2 separate regions of the Danio rerio genome follow, and region 1 is linked to region 2. The links are chromatin contacts, called in public Micro-C maps. All regions are on one chromosome and are shown on one strand. The core of a region is the stretch at or near the end of the contact, and the rest is flanking DNA. Distances in the headings are between cores, read along the strand shown.

Region 1 (4,392 bases), core at 1,114-3,613, 620 kb after region 2:
GTCCAAAGACATGCGCTACAGGTGAATCGGGAGAGCTAAATTGACCGTAGTGTATGTGTGTGAATGAGTATGTATGGGTGTTTCCCAGTGATGGGTTGCAGCTGGAAGGGCTTCCGCTGTTTAAATCATATGTCCATTCCGCTGTGGCGACCAGGGATGAATAAAGGGACTAAGCAAAAGGAAAATGAATTAATGAAAATAAAATAAAAAGAGCAAGTTTTTTTTTTCTCCAGTAGTTTCTATATAAGAATGAAAGATTAATAGCACTTTTTGTTTTATTATCATCAAGGCGTTTATATATAAAAATAATCACATTATAAAAGATACAACATATTGCTTTCAACATATTGGGCCTAGTATATTATATATTTATATATATATATATATATATATATATATATATATATATATATATATATATATATATATATATATATATATATATATATATATATATAATTTTGTTTAAATTCCTCTTTCTTTGTCAAACTAAAAAGAAAACCTACTTTAAAATAATTTACTACCTCTCTATTATATATTTTTCATATTATTCAACCTCCTTTTAGATGTCAAAATCACTGTTTTCACCTTGTCACACACCCAGAGTTTTAAACTTCAACAATAAAATTTTTAAATATTATTTATATTTATATCTATTAATGTATCTTAATTAAGTAAAACCAGAAAAATAATTTAAATATTGTATAGTAATTAATCTGAGACTATTATCAATATAATTTTTATACAAAAGATAGCTGTCACACAGTATCAGTGTCATTTCCACCACGACACTGTAATGTCACTTTAAAAGGTTTGTGTGAAAGATTATTTAGGTGGTTTCTATAAAAATAATTAGTGCCATCTGAGAACATGTTCAAGATGGAGGGATTTTACATATCTATCAACAACACAATATTGCTTGATAAGGAAATACATTTATTCTATGTCATTTTTAGGGCCAGACGGAATCTGCGGATGTTTTTTGCTATTTCTGCGGAGAATTTTGGTAAAAATCTGCGGATTTCTGCAGAATTATTTTGGGAGTATCTAGCGGAGTACCATAACTAGAACCTTAATATATTAAATAAAAAGTAATAAATTACTGAATAAAAACTGAATAAATTCAGATTTACAGATTTACTCAAGTAAATAAACAGAATTAATAATGGGCAAAAAATTTGCGGAATTCTGCAGAAAATCTGCGGAATTCTGCGCGCGCAGATTCCGTGTGGGCCTAGTCATTTCCAAACATGTTGTACCTTCAAAGATGTTTTTAGAAACAAAACAAAATCAAGGTTAAAAAAAAGAGTGTTTTGTATACATGAAAGGCTAGTATCAATTCAAAGCTCATCGGTGAAGCTATTTTTCATGTTTTCACGATAAACTGTTGAAATGTCATTTTCACCACTGTCATTTACATCACCACACACGTTTTAAAATAATATTTAGAAAGTCCTCATCACACATTAAAGGTGTATTTACAATATTTATGCTCTATTTAATATACAAATTCGGTTTATTTATTTTCTAATAAGCCCTTAACCAAATTAATATTAAATTCTAGAGTGTGACAGGTGTATAATTCAGCATTTGGTCCTAAGGGACTAATTTATTTAATTGACAAATGAATAATTATTGTATATATTGTGGAAAAATTGGTTAAACTAGATATAAAAATGATCTTAGACAAAGTTTCACTGCCATCATTTATTTCATTTTGAAATAAAAGCTGTATATTGAGATGTGATGGAATTGACATTTGTTTAGTTCACGATGGAAAAAAATGTTTCTCTTTTATCTAATTTTGTCCTCTTACAGATCTTAAAACTAGACAAATTGTTTAAACTTTTGAGGCTATGTAACGTTAATTTTGAACAAGTTTTTTACTCAACTTCACAAGGCTAAAAATGCCCGTAGTTGAAGAATGGCCCTTACAGTGTTACGTTTGTATTCATTCATTCATTCATTTTTTCTTGTTGGCTTAGTCCCTTTATTTATCCGGGGTCGCCACAGCGGAATGAACCGCCAACTTATCCAGCAAGTTTTTACGCAGCAGATGCCCTTCCAGCCGCAACCCATCCCTGGGAAAGTTAAGTTTGTATGTTTAGGTAAAACATAGACTGTAAAAAAAGGTAAAGCCATGTCATAAACATAATACCCTTACCATGCATACAACGTTTCAAAATCATCACAAAACACACTTTTATTATCACACTTTTTAATCCAAGTTTAAATCTTAAATATTAACTGAATGAACTTACCTGCGTCTCCTGACTGTTGAGGCGCTGCTTCTGTTCAACAGCCCTGAACGCTTTCCAGCGACGAAATGTTGTTTACCGTCAAGCAGTTCACACTGTCGCAAAACCCTCAACTCTGCTGAAAACCCCGTTTGAAATGAAGAGGACACGGAACAGCAACAGCAGCAAACGCGAATTAAAGTTGTCAAATACAGCACATACTCAAAATCAGCTGACATTTTCATCCAGATGGCAACATTCAACGGAGAAGGTATAAAAAGATATGAGAAAATCAAAGAAATGCATTGTTTTGAAATAGACTTTAAAAGAAAACCCTTCGTGAAATAACGTTAGATACCTATACATTAAGAGATCCAGTAAACTGGTGATGCTGGTAAACTGATAGATTCAGGAAAAGTCCATTTTAATATGTCATAATAAATATATATATTATAATAACAATGTTTATGTGGCATGTTTCTTACATTGTTGATTAAACGTAAATGGAAGTTGCTTAAGATATGGAGATAACGTACACTAATTTGGTAATAAGTGTAAGGTTTTATTTTCGCACATTTATTCATTTTAATAATATCTATATTGTTTACCACGTCAAAATTGAAGTAAAATTGGTTTTATATTCTAACATTCGTTCAGTGACAACTTGTGACACTGTCTCTATATTGTTTATCACACTATTTTTAATGTTTAATATCAATAATGAGTAAAATCCATTGAGGTAAAAATTCACACTTTCAGACTTCCCAGTTAATAATATAGGTTTAGAAAAGTATTTTAAAAAAAAGGAAAATCATATTAGCAGACAATGACTATCAAAGTACAACATTGATCACAGTCATTTAAATAGTATTAATGTTTTGAAGTCATACTTACATGAGATTGTTGTACTGAAGTCATTGGTTGCAAATATGATTTCTATGTTTTCTATATATTTTCAATATATATAAATCAGTAATAATATTACTTTTTTATTGTATATTTTAATGCTTTATTTTAAAGGAGAATGTATATAAATCAAATTTTACCAGTGACACACAGACTATATTGTTTACCATGCTACTTTGTATATTGTGTCCGAAATCTTATGTAAGAATGACTGTGACTGATATAAAAAATGTAAAAAGAGCTAAATTCAAGAGAAGAAAAAAATCCAAATGTTTAGTTGAAATGTTGTAGTTTGTAATTTGTTTTGCAATATTTTGCAAAAATATGGAAATGTATTATCTTTAAATTTCTAAAGATGTTTGATGACTAAAATATTATTTTAATAAATATATCCGTTTAATAATGCACCAAAATATATGACCGATATTCACTGAGAAATGGAGTCAAATATTCATTTCTGAAATGGGGTGTACTCAGTTATGCTGAGAACTGTAACTATGACTTCAAAACAACATTAGCACTATTTAACTGACTGTAAAGAGTGTTGTACTTTGATAATAATTTGCTGTTGGTATGATTTCCCAATTTAGAAATACTTTTCTGAAAGTAAATTAATAAGGAGAATGTCTTAATATGCAACTATAACCAACTTTATCTTATCATCAATTATGCGATTTTAAAATAACGCCTGTTGTACTTTTTTATCGTGATATAGAGAAGACAACCACTCAAAAATAATCCAGTGTAATAATAGGTAATATACTAACAAATCTGACTTTTTGCTTTTTGCTTGGTTATGTTTGTAAATTTCACAACCTCATTATAACGTGTGACCGATATTCTTATGTTTTTACAAGTGTCACATGTTTAAAATATTCAACACTTTACTTTTTCTTTGTACCTAATTAAATGAATGCTAATATTATGAAACTGACCCATATCCTGTATAGGATTGTGTTTAAATTAGAGCTGTGAACCTACACTAGTCTCACGGTTCGGTTCGGTTACGATTATCATGCCATCGATTCGGTTCAATTCGATATTTCAGTGCATCACATTTTCTTCACAGCAGCAGCTCTTGTATTAAAATGTATGAATATATTTATATTTATATAGGTTATTATTTGTAATACAATTGTGTCATTTAATACAGTCAGATATATAAACTGTAACTTTAAAAAAAATTAGCATTTAGCAAATAATATAAACAAATATAAATATCCAGCTCAATTTCTGATCCTTGTCTAGT
Region 2 (4,093 bases), core at 1,055-3,554:
ATGACTCAAATCACTTATTAATAAAGTCATCTGGAATAACAAAGAAAGCGTTCTTGCAGGACTCCCATAGTTCATCAAGATTTTTTGAATACATCTTAAATGCCTCCTCCTTTATATTACCCCAGACATGCTCGATAATGTTCATGTCTGGTGATTGTGCTGGCCAATCCTGGAGCATCTTGACATTCTTTGCTTTCAGGAGTTTTCATGTGGAGGCTGAAGTATGAGAAGGAGCGCTATCCTGCTGAAGAATCTGCCTCTCCTGTGGTTTGTAATGCACGCTGCCATACTGAATGTAACCCCAAACCATGATTTTTCCTTCACCAAACTTGACTGATTTCTGTGAGAATCTTGGGTCCATGTTGGTTCCAATAGGTCTTCTGCGGTATTTGTGATGATTGGGATTCATCTGAAAAATCTACCTCCTGCCACCCTTCCAAATGATCAACTAGAAGTCAAGTTATTATTTGTTGCTCTTACAACTGAGATCAATGACAAGACTTTTGTCAGGCTGTGGCTATAAGTTGAATACATTTGATTTAATCTAAAAGAAATGAGTGCAAGAAAGACTTTTTTACAGTGTATGTGGTTGTTAGTCTCTCATGATAAGTTATGATTAAGGCGAAAGCTCATTTTTAAGTAGTTTATTTTTAAAGGGCAGATATTTGCAGAGAGTATTATGTCAGTCTTTGTCAGGACCGCCCACAGTCAATACACAGTTTGGAAAACAATAAAGACGTGAAAGAAGCAGCATGTTATCCTGTGCATTTACCGTGAGTGTGCTCGCATTTCTCTGTCCAGCAGTGTGTTGTGTGGGAGAGGGGGTTTGGGGCTGGAGAGAGGGGTTTGTCGGGACCCTTGTCAGCACTAATGTGTGTCACTGCTGATAGAGAGAGAGAGAGATCTGAGTATGGATCAGATTCCTGGAGCCTCAGGGGGCCGAGACATTCCCAGGCTCCATTACTGCAGAAACATAAGGAAGAAAAACAGTCAGAATTATTTCACACTGTCTATAGATTTATATACACACAAAATAATGATGTATCTCAAAAGCTTGTGATTGGTAAGATTTTTTTATGGTTTTGTCAGAAGCATCATATGCTGATTGATAATATTGCAATTTAAAATAGCTGCTTTATATGTATATATCTGATCTATCCATCCATCCATCCATCCACCCATCCATCCATCCATCCATCCATCCATCCATCCATCCATCCATCCATCTATCTATCGTTCTATCGTTCTATCGTTCTATCTATCCACCCTCACGTAGCCCTTTTCTATCCATTCATCAATCTTTAGCCTATATATAAATCTGTCTATATATTAATTTATAGTAATCCATCCGTCCACCCTCACTTACCCCTTTTTTATCCATTCATCCATCTTTAGCCTATATATGAATTTGTCTATATATTTATTTATAGTAATCCATCCATCTATCCACCCTCACTTAGCCCTTTTCTATCCATTCATCCACTTTTAGCCTATATATGAATTTGTCTATATATTATAGTAATCCATCTATCTATCCACTTTCACTCAGCCCTTTTCCATCCATTCATCCATCTTTATCCTACATATTTAATTGACTATATATTAATTTAGTCTATCTATCTATCTATCTATCTATCTATCTATCTATCTATCTATCTATCTATCTATCTATCTATCTATCTATCTATCCTCATTTTCCCTTTTCTAATTATTCATTTGTTTATTTATCTATAGCCTATACATTAATTTATTCATATATTTTACATTTTAATTGCACTTTGATATTAAACGTTTCGACATAATTTGTGAAGCTATACAAAATTCAACTTGATTTTTTAAAGAGTCCAAAAATAATGAAAATGTACTCTTTAATTACTCGCAATCAATTGAGGAAACCTTTACTAGTCTCTTTTTTATTTCTGCTGAACCTAAAAGAGGATATTTTGAAGAAAGCTGGAAACCTCTCACCAATCGACGTCCATAGTAAGAAAAACAAATGCAAAAGAATGGTTACCGGCATTCAACTTTCTCCAGAATATCTTCTTTTTACAAGAAAGAAAGCCAAACAGGTTTGTGACAAGTGAGTAAATTATGACAGAACTTCCGGCTTTTGAGCGAACTGTCTCTTTAAGTCACTCGACATGACTTGATTCAACCTTAAAATGATTATATTGTTAGAAAGAGGCCTATTAGATCGCATAAGCAGTCTATGTTCGCTTTAGAGTATTAATGCAGTAAAGCTAGAGCAGGATTGCTGAGGTGTGGTTCCCTCCAGTATGTGTATATTAAAGAGCTCTGGTGCGTCGTGCTGACAGACGCTTTGCTCAACACTGCAGGTATTGTAGAAACCCCCACCGCCATCAAGTTACACTGACAGACATGTGAAATAACACAATCCTCCAACATTCAGTCGTTATTTAATCAAACTCATATCTAGAAACTCAGAGATCCGCACTGAATGAACACGAGTCGATGACGAGAGTTGTTATTATTTTTAAACGAACTTTTAACCGTTCACGTTTCAAACAAAATAATTTTAGGCGTTTGCTGTAAAACCAAAAACATCACACTGAAACCACAAATTCGCCGTGGTTTTGATAGAATGGACATGGATCTTGGTATTTGTAGTAACGTATGTTAGGCTAAAACAAGTGTTGTTCAAACTGTTACTTGAGTGAAATCTGATATAGATATCAAACGGTATGGTTAGGCCCTATTGCAAATGTATGGTAATTGCATGGCACACAAGTTCATTTGGATTCTATAAACATATATGTAAAAAATTATTGACATATATGGCAAAAAAATGGCCGCGTTTGGACGATATACATGTTTTCAACCATTGAAACTAAGTACACATAGGCTTTTTGTTAACGTGTGTGTACTTCGCAATATTTTGACATGGCATAGGTATATTTTGTTAATTAAAAAGAGAAGTTGTAGTATGTAGCTTTGTATATTTATCAGCTTTCTCGAAAGGAGTTGTGCACCTAAACCAATCTACAACCAGCTTGACCAGCCAGGCTGAGAGCCCAACCAAAACCAGCTATGTCCAGCTTAAACCAAGCTGGGCTAGCTGGTAATTTTCCAGCCTGACCAATTAGGAGTAGCCTAGAAATAGCTGGAAACCAGCCTGGAAATGGCCAAAACCCCTTTAAAACCAGCCAACAAGGAGGCTGGTTTAAGCTTTTTTATGCAGGGATACAGCTGTAATTATATCAAATAGTGAGTAATTTCGTAAGAACAGTTTTGAAACTTGCCTCCTGTAGATTGTGCACATAATAATGCTCTTCGCCGTCTTGTTTTATGAATATTCTCCGTACTAACAAATTCATTTGTCAAGTTCCTTGTTCTTCCACAAGGTGTCTCCCCATCTGTGTTTCTCGGCTGGTTTTGCTAGTGGTTTCTCTTTAAAAACTTCCACAGATTTATCAGAGAGGCACGAGTACTTTTTATAAACAACAAACCGAATGCATCTTCATTTTATATTACTGGATATTTTTACTAGACTACTTTAAGAAAATAATTATGGTTGAAAAACTCACCAAGAAGCACACTGCCTGTTTAATCCAGCCTACTTTACATATATTGTATTAGTTTTGTTTTTGTTTTTTGTAAAGAAACCCAAACTAAACTAAATATATGGAATCTGCTCATTTTTTATTATTTTTATTACGTTTTATGGTTATATTAATTATGTTGTTTTTTTTTATTCAATTACTAACTTTATTTTTATTAAATGATCTAATTTATTAGCTGATTAGTATTGGATTGTGCATATTGCGTATATTAACACATTAATTCATTACATTTTTGTTTTATTATTTTTTTTAGATGTACTTTAAACTTTAGCTTTTGTTAATAGTTTGTGTTATTTGTTTTATTTAGATTTTTTTTACATTTCTAGATTTTCATTAATGTTACTTTTATTATTCATTTATTTGATTATTATTATTATTATTAATTTTGTATTTATAGCATTTCGTTGTTTTATTTCTTTGTTTGTTATTTATATTTTATTTTTATTAGGCTGTTAGCATTCTTTTTAAATATTTTTTTACACTAATATTTGTAAAATGTAATATAATTTTTA

The links. A called contact is a pair of places that touch in the nucleus more often than the background predicts.
Region 1: a Micro-C map of caudal fin shows a contact between it and region 2, with 4 times the contacts expected there. The contact joins the promoter of zfp64 here to the enhancer-like site in region 2. A contact is called at or near these places in 3 of 18 Hi-C or Micro-C datasets (caudal fin, hematopoietic stem cells and an unstated tissue).

What each region holds. Positions count from the first base shown.
Region 1 is chr23:42,092,961-42,097,352 of GRCz12tu, forward strand. It overlaps zfp64 (zinc finger protein 64 homolog (mouse)), which reads left to right and starts at 2,364. Exons shown (of 6, transcript NM_001386517.1): 1 at 2,364-2,508. The coding sequence starts at 2,487.
Region 2 is chr23:41,476,062-41,480,154 of GRCz12tu, forward strand. LOC137489144 (a long non-coding RNA gene) reads right to left here. Exons shown (of 3, transcript XR_011008504.2): 3 at 1-963. Among named protein-coding and RNA genes, the nearest start is that of znf217, 32 kb to the right of the region's middle. Within about 2 kb of position 2,305, at least 24 of the 62 cell types and tissues checked have an H3K27ac peak or open chromatin away from gene starts, as enhancers often do. A contact at or near this core is called in caudal fin, where this site is marked.